Regions from separate parts of the Mus musculus genome. Here region 1 is linked to region 2. A link is a contact called in public Hi-C data. All regions are on one chromosome and are shown on one strand. Each heading gives the region's core, a stretch centred on a gene start, on an enhancer-like site or on the middle of the called end of the contact. The rest is flanking DNA. Distances are from core to core; before and after follow the strand shown.

Region 1 (7,472 bases), core at 713-3,212, 160 kb after region 2:
AGAGCTGACACTGCTGAGCCGTGAACTGAACTGTTGATTTCCTGACAATGCAGATGGGATTTGCTCCAAAGAACCATTTCTAAACAGGTTCACTTCTCTCTATCCTTTCATTTCTACTCCCTCTGGTGGGTGGTGGGCTAGAAGGAAGGTTAAAATGTTTAAGGACCATCATTAAAAGTAGGCTTTGAAAAACATTAAAGTTACAAGTAGTAAAACCTACTAATGGAATGTGTGAGTAGGGAGCTATAAGGCTATGTAGGCAAGCACAATTTTATTGAAGATGATGTGGTAGTTGGTAATTTGGAGTATTCATCTATTGATGTCCAACTGGAACTCTCCTTTCTGTGGCCTATCCTGGCCCAATTTCCCAATCTGTGCATAGTGGGTATTTCCAGATGTTTCCTGAGTGCCAGCTATGACAAGAAAAAAAGGAGAAGAGAGGACTTAAAGTCGCCCAGGAGGATACTGAAGAACTGATGTTACCATAAAGGTGGGGGCATGGCTCAGTGGAGAGAGTGCTTCCCAGGCAAGCATGAGGTCAGGCATCTAATCGCAACTCCTACACAAAACCAAGTACCTCTAATTCCAGTCCTGGGAGATAGGTGAGTCCCTAGAGCTTGCTGATCAGCTAGCAGTTTAGTCAATGGGTAAGCCCCATGTTCAATATAACGACTTTGTCTGGAAAAAGAAGGGTGTGGGGAAATAGAGGGAATACCCAGCATCTGTCTCTGGCCTCCACAAATCCACACACTGCACATATGCACAAGCATCCCTCATGTATTTGCACACACACAAACAACTGCGAATGCATAGATCATCCAAAAATAATAAAAATATTAAGGATAAATGTCAGGTAGAGATATGCCTGATTCACAGCGGCTATCTTCAGTGCATGCATAAAGAATTTCTGAGCACGGATGGACAGGACTGTTTCTGAGTCACCAAGACATGGTAAACGGAAAGGGAGTTTTATGTAGGCATTCTGGGACACATCTGTAATCTCAGCATTCAGGAGTTGAGCCACAAAGAACACAAGTTCTAGGACAGATGGGAAAAGCTGGTGCAACAGAAGAATATGTTAGGTGTTGGGAGGGAGAATGAGTCTTGGAGAAGAGACCACTGGTCTGTGTTAGATGGTTGCCAGGGAGAACAAAGGCACACAAGCGCATGCTTCTCTCTTTCATTAGAGATCCCAGGCATCGACCATTCAAAGTACTTTTAAGCTACACTTGGGATCAATCTTCAGCAAGGATTACAATCTAGGCAGATTGAAGATGACAATTAAAACTTTATTTTTTTTTAATCCAAAAACAGCGCTCAGGGTCTTTCCAAAATGTTGTCAGGTACTTCAAAGAGCTAGTTTTTTTTTTTCTATCTCCCCCCATGACAGTCTAGAAATATCTGTCATTTTTGTCCCTGTGGCTACACCAGTGTGCTAATAAGAAACAAGGGAGAAGATGAATCTCTCCCCAGACTCTCATCCGGGGAAGCCAGGGGAGCTTGAATGATAAAGAATAGAAGATAACCAGAGCGGCGTGAGCCTTGTGCCATTGATTTTGCATCTGTCTCAAAACATTACTCATTGGAATAGTGTCAGGCAGCCCTCAGGAAGAGAGGGAGGCAGCAGCTTCCTTCCACTGGGGAGGGCAATGCTCTCCAGGGCCCAACCCATTCTAGTGGGGGTGGGCAGAAGAGAATCTCAGGGTTTCCTTTCTTGGCTCGCTTCCAGGCTCCAGTAATTTTCTGAGTGAAATGTCAATGGTTTTAAATTAGTACCTGGAAGGTTCTGCAGAGGGTAAAGTACTGGCTGGACAGCTCCAATGACCACCAGTTTCTCTCAAGCCAGTAAGCAAGAGGTGGAAATGGGAGGCTGAGAGTTCAGCTCAGTGGGAGAGAACTCAGTGAAAGAGAGCTTGCCTCCCATGCATGAGGCTCTGAGTTCAATCCCTGGTATTGAGGGGAGGTCTAAGTGATCAATCAGATGATCGCTGGGGATAGTAGATGAAGGGAATAAGAAGTTGGAGTTACAAGGGAACTGAAAGTTCTGAGTGCCGTTTCTCCTCAAGTATAGACTCTGTGTGATGGTGCAACGTCTCATTTTAGATGGTCCACGACAAGAATGGATTATTGGATCTTCTTAAATCACAGAGGGAGAGGGGTTGGGGATTTAGCTCAGTGGTAAAGCGATTGCCTAGCAAGCACAAGGCCAAGGGTTCCATCCTCAGCTCTGAAAAAAAAATCACAGAGGGAGAAAGTTTTTCTCTCTCCATCTTCTTTGAGTCCTTTTGTGTTTCAGTAAGCAGAAAGCTTTAACACCTCTTAGCATTGGACCATTTGAAAAACAAACAAACAAACAAACAAACAAAAAACATTTACTGCATCTGACTAGCACGGAGATGCAGGAATTCACAAACAAGACTGGAGTTTGGAGAACAGGTGTTGGAGCCCAAAGCAGGAAATCCATTCCCCACAGTGATATTCCTTTCATTTGAAGAGGGATAATCTAGGCAAAACAAAACAAAACAAAACAAAACAAAATAAAATAAAATAAAACAAAACAAACAAACACCTAATACTGTGAAAGAAGCTTGACTTTTTTTCTTTTCTATTTATCATCCATTTATCTGTCCGTCTGTCCACCCATCAGTCCATCCATCCATCCATCCATTTATGGTATTAGAGGATGAGCTCAGGGTCTCACCAGGAACTTATGCATTCTAGGCAAGTGCATACACAGCTCTTGTAAAATATATTTCTATTTTGACACAGGGTCTCAGATTTGATTGCCTCTCTCTGCTCTGCAGGCTCCAGTGCAGGTGGTCCTCCTGTCAGCCCCCCAAGAAGCCAGAATTACAGACCTGTGCCCCAAAGTTGGGTTCAGCCATACAAATCTCAGCCATACAAAAGTCAGTCTTTCCTTACTTTATTTTAGTGTGTGTGTGTGTGTATGTGTGTGTGTGTGTGTGTGTGTGTGTGTGTGTGTTATCTAAGCACACTCATGTGGTGTGAGGGTGTTTCAGTGGAGACATCGGGTTGATAAGCCTCTTCTTCGGTGTCCACCTTATTTTGTGAGGCAAGGCATTCGTTCTGATTTGAATCCAGAATCCCCTGATTGGGTTAGGCTGGCTACTTAGTTTGCTCTGGGGATCTCCTGTCCCAGCTTTCCAAGTATGCTTACATTACAGGTAGGAACCACGTTCACCTGGCATTTCCATGAGTCCTGGGAATCTAAGCTTAGGTCCTCACACTTATGTGGCAAGTGTTTCATCTATGGAGCCATCTTCCCAGCTCCAAGTCTCTCCTTTTTAAGCCAAGAATCATGAACTTGTGCATCAACTGACCACTCTCAACTCAATCCTCCAATCCTATGCTGCTGGAATGCCCCTCATTAGGATGAAGTAGTTACAAAGTTAAGTACAAGATGCCTGCTCCTGGCAGCTTGGTCACTGCCCTGCCTTGGGACAGCCTGCCCGACCAGAATACAAAACTATCAGCGGAAGTCTGCCCTCACACTGTCTGCCATGCATCACATCCTCACGCAATTGCTTCTTGATGGATGTAGCCAACACAACTTCATGTGTCTGCCACGGCCCCAGTGACCTTTCAGATCTCTGAGTTAAAGGGACTATTATTCATCTTTATGTACAGCTTCCTGTGACAGGACTGCATGATAAAGCCCAGAGACACTCTGATGAAGTAAATAATTTAGCCCCATTCATAATCACCTGCTGTTCCCAAATCCTAATGCCTTTCCAGGGATTGCTTTGCCAAACCAATGAAATAGTGAATCCCTTATTGATGACACCGGGGAACTGTAAACTTTCCACAGAAGCTCGACTTTAGCCAAGAGCACATCCATTTTAAGCAGGACTGCAAGTGAGGGACACTTCTTACCGCAGGTCTGTAATCACAGACCTATCACACAGCTCCATTTCCATCTGAAAATCATGCATATCGATTACTGGGAAGGTACTATGTATTACATGTATTATTTTGTTTAATTTTCCAAACAGACCTATGGGGAAATGCATTTTGCAGAAAACAAAACAAACAAAACAAAATAAAACAGAAAACAAACAAACAAACAAACAAAAAAAAACAGGACACCTGTGTCCAATATTCTATAAGGCATGCAGGTTGACTAATTGTAAAGATCTAAAGTTACAGATTGGAAGCCAAATTTATGTCTATAAATAGTCTCTTATTATTTATCTCTATGTATGACCTACCATTCTGTGACTGTTAGGGAAATCATCTTAGGATACTCACAGAGCCCAGGTTCCACTAACCCAAAAGCTTACAGTGACATCAGACGACATCTGAGGTCTAAGGTGCTATTTTCTGCTTTTCTCTAACCTGGCTGCCTGGAGTTTCCACCAACAGCTGTAATTTGATGTCTTGATTTATAGCTTTATTAGTTCCACTATTAGGAAAACTTCATGAAATTATTGCCATATTGATATATAGTATTTAGGGTTATCTGAATCTGTTCCCAGACCAAGGTCACTCTCATTCATTTTCAGAATAAACTATCTTATTCCATTTAAGGCAAGAACTGTGGTGAGTTTGTTGTTGTTGTTGTTGTTGTTGTTATTGCTGTTTGGGTTTTTTGTTTGTTTAGTTTGTTTTTTTTTTAACAATTGTTAGTGACTGAGTCAAAAATCAGTTAAGAGGCTTTTGAAATGTCATCACCAAATACCAAGTGACAAAACTGCCACTCATTTAAAAACTCTTTGGGACAAGGAATAATGTGAAAGAATGAGGGACTAGATGGCAGGTTAGATGTGAACTACAGTTTGCCCTGTCTCTGTTCACGGTCTACTCCTTCTCATGAGGACTTGGTGAGACAGCAGCATTGGGCTGTTTTCTGATGTGTCTGATTGTCCTCTGGGTTTCTAGCAGCCTGTTCTACTGGTGCTGGGACTCAGAGCGTTTGGAGGAGAATCAGAAGTCCCTAGTGATGCCAACTTCCTATCTTCAAATATAATATATGCATAGGCTTGATAAGGACCTAGTGGTGCCTTCTCCTCTGCCCAGAATCCAAACAATGAATTCCCACAGACATATATAAAGCCAGGAAATTGCATGCAGCAACTGGTTTGTGAATGCACCTGCTAGACAGGCCCCACTCACAGGAAAAGGATCAGTCTTGTCTAGAACCAGTTTAGATTTTATGGTCTATTCGTCCATGGCTTTGGAATCTTCCTGAGTTGTAGAGACGAACAACTCTACATGCTCATGGGTTTCCCAACCCAATTTATTTATCACAAAGGAATTTAATGAATATATATAGAGAGAGACTTTTAAAAATACAAAGAATATTAATTTTATCACTGTGGTGGTATTTGGTATAAATTTTTACTTGGGGTAAAACCACCTCCAATGGTTAGGGGTTAAGGGGATACAACAAAGTAAGAAAGAGATAAGAATATAAAATAGCATATTTTCTTTCACATATAGATCTAGCTTTATATATGCATATATATGGGACTGGAGATGCTTCAGTGGTTAAGAACATGTACATTATTGAGGAAGATTTAAATCACATCAGGCAACTCACAACCACCTCTAACTTCAGGGGACATGATATCTTTTTTTGGCCTCCACAAGATGTCCATTCATATGCACACCTTCCACAGAGATATACTCTCATGAATATTATTAGAAAAAATAAAAATAAATCTTAATTTTCTATGTAAAAATATGTGCATAGATACAGGCAGAAGATCTATTTGGGGGAGTAGAAGAAGAAGAAGAGATCTAACAGAACCACAGGAAGAATTATGGAGTGGACTGGGAGATGAATATGAGCAAAGTATAGTGACATCTATGTTTGAAAAATACCATAATGAGACATATTATTGTGTATGCTAACCAAAAAAGTTAACTCTCTGAGATAGTGAAGCATGCAAGTCAAAACCAGGTAGAGAATAATGGGAACCCGGATTTATAGCCAGTTTGTCAGAAGTGTTGTGAAACCCTGCTATTTGTGATAGCTCTCTATTCAAGACACACACCAGGAACATTACAACATTTAACAAGAAGAATCATGATATTATTGATAATAAAAGTATTCTCCTTTATAGAAGAATATTTGAGATGGCTTTGATACTGTGAAATACCTGCTAGGTCTTCATCCTGTTTCTTGGAATAAACTCCCAAGAATCTTTGGAATCTTCAAAGTATTAAGTATATTTGGATATTAATGAGTTACTTAAGCTGGCAGCTCCTAGGAGGCTTTGGAATGATGCTTGTCACAGGAAGATCAACACATGATTAGAGGTCTGGGGCCCTCTGCTCATTGCATTCAGCTGTAATGAGTAAGTCGGGGTTAGAAATCCAGGGGCTTGTTAAGCTCTTCCGGGACTGGTGTTGAATCAGCCATCAATGGCCGATGATTTAATCAGTCATGTCTGAGTAATAAAGCCACTATAAAAACTCTTAAAAGGCCCCGAGTGCCTGGGAGGTTTCTAGAAAGTAACCCAGTCAAGCATGAAATTCCTCACCTCATCGTAGAATTTCTTCCCCAGTGTCCTTTGCAATATTCTTATAATAAACAGCCAGTATTGTGTTTCTCTGAATCCTGTGATTCAAGTATAGGAGTTAAGCTCAATGAGAAAGGTCTGAGAATGCTGACTTATCACCATTTGGTCAGAGGTTCTGAGGACAACCTATGGTTTGAGGTAGGTGTGTAACTTGGGGCAGTTCTGTGGGTTTGAGCACACTCTCTACTGTCTCCTAGCAGAAAGTGCCCAACGGAACTGAACTAAAGGGCACACAGGTGGTGTCAACTGAAGAACCGATGGGTTGTTGGTAGGAACCCACCTCTAAATACTTCTTGGTTTCCAAAGGTTTACTGTTGAATTCTCAAGAATATAGGAGTAACTTGCTTTGTCTCTCCACTTTTGAAGTGTCCTTGAAAACAATGGCCATGAAGTCATCTTGCCCAATACTATCAAGGATATAAGGCATAGGAAAGACCATTGGGGGCATTGTTTTGTTTTGCTTTGGTTGGACTTGAGCTGGGGGTTTGCAGAGGAGAAGAAGAAGAAGAAGAAGAAGAAGAAGAAGAAGAAGAAGAAGAAGAAGAAGAAGAAGAAGAAGAAGAAGAAGAAGAAGAAGAAGAAGAAGAAGAAGAAGAAGCTGACAACTCAGTTTTCCTCCACCTTCACCCCTCAGCAACCTGGTAACCTTAGATAATTTCCCAAACTATCTGAGGCCCAGATTCCCATGCTAACACTACTGAAATTGCAATGCCTACCCTGACTACATTCTTAGCCTTGTATTACAGCTATTGTAGACTCAATGATTTTCTACCAAATTCACAGGTGCAAGCCCTATCCCTCATTGTGTCTATATTTAAAGGAAATGCATATGGTGAAATGAAGTTATGACTTTGAACACCATAAGAAGATAAAGATCTCTTCTCTCTCTCTCTCTCTCTCTCTCTCTCTCACACACACACACACACA
Region 2 (7,167 bases), core at 3,050-5,549:
GCCACAATGAGATGCTTCAGGTAGAACACTGGGCCTTCAGTTAAAGGCTCTGGATACCTTGACCCTCTCACTCCCTCTTTACCACCAGACCTGCTCCACCTTGCTGTCTCTTAGATAAACTTGCAGCAGCATCCCAGCTGCTCTCTCCCACTCAGTCTTCCTGCTCCTACTTCTCTCCAAGCCAGAATGACCTCTTTCTGTGGCCTGAAATCTTCTACTTTTAGTGGTTATTTGTTAATCATTGGAAGAATCTTATAGAACACAGTATCTTTACTTGTGGATCTCTCCCTCCTCCTCTTCTTCCTCTTCCTCCTCCTCCTCTTATGCTTTCTTCTGCTCCTTTCTCTCCATAGCTTCCAGGACCCAAGGAGCTGCAGAACACAGCTCACAACCTCCTGCTAAGGCAGGTACACTAGCTCCTCCCCCACCTCACTATTCAGGACCAGTATTTGTCTGGGAGGGATTCTTCTGCCTTGATCATCCATGAATCTCTTTCATAAATTAATTTTTCCCTCCACAAAGGACAGAAAAACTAATAGTCCTTCATAAAGAGTGCATTTCTACATCCATGTCTTATATTTGTCTTTAAATAGAAATTTTACATATGAAAGAATATACATCATCTTCCTGACTCTGGCTTATTTTGTTTGACACAATGATCTCCAGTTCCCTCACTTTCCTGCAAATGGCATAATTCTATTTTTTCTTCCCGATAAATAAAATTCAATTTGTACATGTGCCACATTTTCATCATCTGTTCATCTGAGGATGGGTATCTAGTGATTCAATAAATCAGCTACATTTGAGTGTGCATGCATTTCTATGCTACACTGGCTTAGATACCCCAGGTACATACCCAAAGCTGACCATAGGGTAATAGTTTTAATTCCATAATATTTTGCCTTTGTTATTGTGTGAACTTAATATTTTTTTCTCAAAATTCGCCTGTATGTCTATACTACAACTGAGTTTAAGGGCTCTAAACCATGATTATCATCAGGGATGTCAAGGATCAAATTCACGTGTAATTACACTCCTCTCTGTGGGAGACACTAGCCTAGAGAGTAAGCTTCTAGCTCCTCTATGCAGATTGTTCAAATCCCTCCAGGAATAGGGAACTTCCTAAGGTTCCCTTCATTCTGGTCATACCTCCCAGAGGACAACTGTGTAACACAGTTTCCTTTGCCTGAAATGCCCAACACAATTCATTTTACTTTTTTATTTTTAATTTTTATCCAACTGTTTCTCATACATAATTTTAAACAATGTTTTTATTTATTCCTTGGGCATTTCATTCAATATATTCTTTTTATATTTATCCCTCCTGTCTCTTCCTAGATACTCCCCGCCACTTACCAAACCACCCAACTTTGTCTTTCAATCCCCCCAAAAAGAAGTTCAAAGGAGTTTAGTTTGTGTGGGGCCTGCCTCAGAGTGTGATCCTTGTATCAAATATTACCCCATTGAAGGAAACTGACATTCCTTTGCCCAGAAGCAAACAGACTCTTGGTTAGGGGTGGGAGCCCATGTCCATTTCCTTTCCTCCATGCTGAGATTCTGTCTGGCTCACAGGTGTGCTGCCACAATCTCTGTGAAGTCATAGCCCATCTGCCTTAACGTGTCTAGAGAATGTTTTTGTGACATCATCCACCACTTCTGCTTGTCACAGACTTTCTGCCCACTCTTCTCTAGTGATCCTGAGCCCTGAGGAAATCCCTTTTAGGGCTGAGAATTTCAAAAAGAGGGAGACACGACATAGTATCCTCTTATATAATATTTAAGCTTCAGTAGGCTTGCCAGAAGGGTAACAGAAAACAAGCACCCCTCCCTTCTTATTCCCATTCTCCTGAGCAAACACGTTTACTTTTTAATAGTGATAAGCACCAATGTTTATTATTTTAGCCAAATTTAAGTCCACAGCTCTGTGCCACTAAAGGTACCCATACTGTTATGGAGTGGCCATCACTACCCTCCATATCAACTGCGCAGACTGAAACCACCCACACTAAGCATCCTCCCTCTTAACCCCAGTGTCTGACCGCCACTCCTCTAGTTCTGTTTAGTTATGTTGGGTAGAGAATCTTAGGTTGTAAGTCATGAATGCCTTTATCAGCCAGCTTCCAGATATGTTAAGACAGACGGTGCTTTCTAATATTTGTTTGTGAGCTATATATTTTTCTCTGAAAGATATACACAATCTTTTATCTTTCTCTAGTGTCCCACAATTTTGCAATTATGTGTTATTACTTACATCCTTCATATTTTATAATTAAATTTTTCTTGACAATTTCCAAGTTCACCTTGTGTATGTATACATGTGCAAAGTTTCTTTCTCTATATTAAGACATTGCCAAATGTCTAGTGAACTTTTTGGGTTATCCTAGTTTATATAAGAGTGAAATAAATTAAATGTTGGTTGAAACCAGTTTGTAGATGGAAATTGTTGCCTTATAAACTCCATAGATGGGTGGTTGGGAAAGGGCATAACTATTATAAGAAGCTTTTCTCATGCTAACATTGATAGATCTCTCTTAAAGCTTCCTAGTTTCTTTAAGGAATAATATTATTTCCTTCCTTGGTAGAAGCCATGAGCCTAACTCTCACTTTTGTGTGGCCTGGGGCAAGAAGAAATTGTGAGAATCCCACTGATCTTTCCTGAGTTCCCAGTGCTCACTCTTCTGCACACCTGCCTCCTCATTCTCTTTCTCTTAGACTCAGCTCTCATATTCTATTCTGAATCCCTCTACTCTTCCCCTCAGTGGATCCACTGCGACCCCGTGGCTCCTCCTGGCCTGTGATTCTTCTTTGTAAACCCTCATTTTATATGTAGCATCCTGATTTTTTCCCCATGAACTCCTTATTCTTAGCTCTCATCTATGCACACACCTGAGACCCTCTGTAAGTCAACACGGATGTGTTAGTTTCTTGTTGTGGTGGTGAAATATCAAAGATAAACTATGTAAAGGAAGAAACGTTTGTGATTGGCTTATGGTTATGATATGTTAGTCCTAGATCACCTGATTCGGCAGCTTCCAGACACCTGATCATGAAACAAGAATGAAATGGAGCAAAGAGGCTCTGATTGTGTGGATAGGAGGGAGGAGGGAGAGAAGAGGAGGGGAGAGGAAGGAGAAACTAGCAGGAGGGATGGGTGGGATCAAGACCTAGCTAAGAACCAATTACATTTCCCCAAAGGCATACTCCTCCCCCACAGCATACAGCTTCCTCCAACTAGACATGCCCCCTAGAATATTTATAACACCCCCCCAAATTGTGATGACCTGGCGAACAGATTTTTCCACACATCAACTTCGAGAAGACATATAATCCAAACTCCAACCGAGAAGAAGGCTAGCGTTCAACCTGTGCTTTCTGGAGATTGGGACTCTGACTAGGAGATACCAAATAAACTATGATAGTTGGGGCTGAAGCAGGCCATTGGAGATACTCCACTGACACACACCAAGGTGGATCAATTAGACGGGGAGGGCAGCATGTGTGTGGATAACTATTATAATTGGAATATGAGGGCAAGGGCTTTGTAGGTGTATGGGTGCTTTACTGACAATTGACTTCCTCATCCTTTTTGGTGACGTGTTGCCTTCTTTCTTAATCTTGTTATGCATAATTCTCTAAGATGCTCCAAACAGGGCTTTCAGGTTTCTGTGTATTTTGGTATCGGGATATGTCTGGCTCACTTAAAGGCTTACATCTAGTGACAGTAACCATGCACAATGAGATCTCCAAGCTAACAGGGCTTAAATGTCTGCTACCCCCTCAGGCTCTTTGGGTGATGATTCAACCAAAGAGAAAATGGAAAGTATAACTTTGCACCCCCTCCCCTCTGACTCCAGTGCATTGCAATAGGGCTACTTTTAATGTGCTTAGCAACAATTAGCTCTTGAAGCTGCAACAGCTGCACAATGCTGATGCTCTCCAGATGCAGCAAACGAATTAAATCATGCGATAATTCAATTGGAAAATTGGGTGCAATTATGGAGAATGCAGAATCTGCTAGCCGCCTCATGGTGACTTGGAGTTCTTAAACAACAGTTGTGTGGGCTGCTCAGGGAGTCTGTGGCCCACTCCAAAACTGATGTGGGTGTTTTCAGGGACCTCTGTCCCACTTCTGGTAATGGTGGTATATTAGTTACTTTCTGTTGCTGCAATACAATACCATGATCAACAGCAACTTCCAGAAGGAAGAGTTTGTTCTTCTGGTCCAGTTCCAGAGGGAGAAGAATCCGTCATGTCTGTGGAGGCATAGTGGCAGGCAGCCAGGGCAGGAAGCTGAGAGATCACATCTATAACCCTAAGCCTGTATCAGAGAGCAGGGAGAGTCAGTAAACACTCCAACCCTCTTCCCAGTGATGTGCGTCCTGCAGCAAGGCTGTACCCCCTCATAACATCTCCCAAAGAGCATCATCATCAACTGGGAAGGAAGTGATTAAATATCTGAGTCCTTGCGGGACATTTCTCATTCAAGCCACCCCAGATGACATCACATAGCCCTGTACTTAGTTAAAAGGTAACTGGATGTCACCTAAGACGACAGCAATGACAAGGTTCTTGTATAACTTCCTGACTTTCCCACCTGAATCACTTCTTGGGTAGGCAGCAGTTGTCCTTTAACTATTGCTGGCTCCATCCCATGGTAGCACTGTCCACAAGCACAAGGAACAAGACAGAGTAACATCGGACACAAGCCCAAGATGGAGTTCCTAAGACTACCGGGTGACCATGAGAATCATAAAATAGTAGTTGTAAGCATTTTATTACTCCAGCATGGGTATTACACACCAAAGTTTTGATGTCCTTTGCATGTGTGTCACTTCCCTTATATTTACCATGATCTTAATGCATTGCTCATGATTTCCAGCTGGAACTTATGTAAAGGGAAGCACCAACCTAAAATAGTAATTTCGAGCTCATTTTCAGTGGAGTCTTCTTGGAGGTCTTTGAGCTTTCCTTCCCCGGCTCTAATGTTCGCAGCCATCTCATATCCTATCAAGGGCTTGTGTGTATACATGCTGCTCTGTGGTCACATCCACACTGGAGGACATGTCAGCTACGAGGGTTCCTGGGCATTTTGTAGTGACAGCCTACAGAGCTGTTCTCAGGTGACCTTGCCTCATCCAGCAGCGACTTCTCTTTTTAATGGCTTACCTTTCTCAAATCTTCCCAAAGTGTTCAAATGAATTTTCAGAGAAATCATAGCTCTCATCTTGCTTTGCAATTGGATTTTGTAATTACTGTAAATATCTTTTAGAATAAATACCAGGGACTCCAGGGAAGCTAACACCGTAAGCGTCAGCAGCAGCAAGTACAGCGTCCTACAGTGTGCCTGTTGACCTCCAGAGTACAGGTTGTTGTAGACATCCATCAAGATGCTTTATAAAGAAACAGATAATGCAATGACTTGGTAAAGCAAAGGTTAATTAAGAGAGCATCCAGTGTCCTATAAATTTAGTGGTGTTCTTAAATGAATTTGTATTTTATTTGCTTTTATATGCATGCCTTAAAAAATATAACACCTAGAGGGATCACAGATCTTTTTCACCCACAGATAAATTTTGAGTTTCCTTATTGTAGCTCCCCCATGCATCAGGCATGGTCAGGGTGGAAACTCCTGGCTTAGGATTTTAGGCCCATAGTAAAATACAACAATGATTGAAGTTTGCTAGTGAAGTGGTAAGAAGTTCTCTTCGTACAACAATTTAAAGATAGAGGAGGGAATGATGGGAGTGTCCACTGAGAGCCACACTCTTCCCTAACAAAAGGTCTTGGACAGTTTGAAAGACACACAAATACTATAGAAGGCCATCACCTTTAAACAGTTGGGACTCTTTCTAGTTCTTACTCAGGATGTTATTGAGTCCATCACATCTTGCCTTTTAATTTGACCCAATAGCCAACTTTGAGACTTCTTGAAGGACAATGACCTAGAATCAGTCTTTAGCTTAAATCATGATAGTATATCTAGCTTAGTTTAAATATTCAGTAGGTAGGTAATTGTGTTTTGCCTATAAATAGGTCTTGGTCATAAGTGACCCATGAAAGTGTTAAAATGATTCGATATCCCAGATTCTCTCAAAGGGCCAGACATGGATGAGTTCTTGATAAGTGGTGAGTAGATACAGAGATATATAAAGTTCTATCAGAACATAAAATCTCTGGGAACAATGTAAGGTTGAGAAATAGATGATGCAAAAGGAACAGAAAAGGAATAAGAGAAAGAACAGTAACAACAATAGTAAGATTTTATAGTTGAAGTGCCTGTGCTTAGAATATCACTAGCATCTTCTAATAGTCCTCTGAAATACACTGGGTAGCTGTCCTTGTGTTCAAGAGGGGGAAACTGAGGCTCACAAATTAGGACTTGTCCTAGATGACAGAGCAGCATTAGACCTAGACACAGTGTGTCTGTCTTTCTACCCAGCACTTTGCTTATGAGCCACATAATCTTTGCTTCTGTCTTTACTATTCCATCTTATGATCTCTTCGATAGATCCCATATTCTAGAAATTTACTTTTGGTCTGTGGAGAAATGAGATGAGTCATTAGAGGTCTAGGAAGATGCTTTGAGTCTTGGCTGTGCAAAAATAAAACTGTTTTAAAGTAAAAACAATGATGGAAGGAGTCCATGAAGAAGAACTTAATGGGAGGAGGAGAACATGAGTCCTGAATGGAGACATTACCCACTGAGGCTAGGAGACCTGAGTCCCGTGTTGTTTAACAGGGGAAAGAACACTACAGGAAGTGGTATGTTTTGAAGATGAAAATTTCAAAGGTCTAATGTAACACTCTGGGCATATTAAAAGACATTATTTCCATATCCTTCTTGAGTAATCAATCACACCATAGCAGATTAAGAGTTCTTATTTTTAGCCCTATTAGCTACACAATGATAATGAAAATTGATTATAGTCAGATTCTATCCTTAAGACACTGTCAGTAAATGAACTGAAATGCCCCAGAATCAATCCATTTAAAAAATATACTGGGGGTTGAAAAAAAAAAAAGGCTTCATCAATTACTCTGACAACTGTTAATAAAGAAAAGATGATGAACTGGCTGCTCTGTCATGGCTAGCTCACTGTGGGCTAAGAAAACAGGCCCCTTTGTTCCACCCACAAGAGAGCTCTTTAACAAGCCGAGTGGATCTGA

The links. A called contact is a pair of places that touch in the nucleus more often than the background predicts.
Region 1: a Hi-C map of the N1E-115 cell line shows a contact between it and region 2, with 2.9 times the contacts expected there. The contact joins two enhancer-like sites. A contact is called at or near these places in 1 of 39 promoter capture datasets (liver), 2 of 484 Hi-C or Micro-C datasets (the N1E-115 cell line and nephron progenitors) and 1 of 115 datasets of contacts at active chromatin or transcription factors (astrocytes).

What each region holds. Positions count from the first base shown.
Region 1 is chr17:72,489,254-72,496,725 of GRCm38.p6, forward strand. All of the region lies in intron 1 of Alk (anaplastic lymphoma kinase), which reads right to left. Among named protein-coding and RNA genes, the nearest start is that of Alk, 110 kb to the right of the region's middle. Within about 2 kb of position 1,963, at least 2 of the 459 cell types and tissues checked have an H3K27ac peak or open chromatin away from gene starts, as enhancers often do. A contact at or near this core is called in the N1E-115 cell line, where this site is marked.
Region 2 is chr17:72,322,277-72,329,443 of GRCm38.p6, forward strand. All of the region lies in intron 3 of Alk (anaplastic lymphoma kinase), which reads right to left. Among named protein-coding and RNA genes, the nearest start is that of Gm41613, 200 kb to the left of the region's middle. Within about 2 kb of position 4,300, at least 2 of the 459 cell types and tissues checked have an H3K27ac peak or open chromatin away from gene starts, as enhancers often do. A contact at or near this core is called in the N1E-115 cell line, where this site is marked.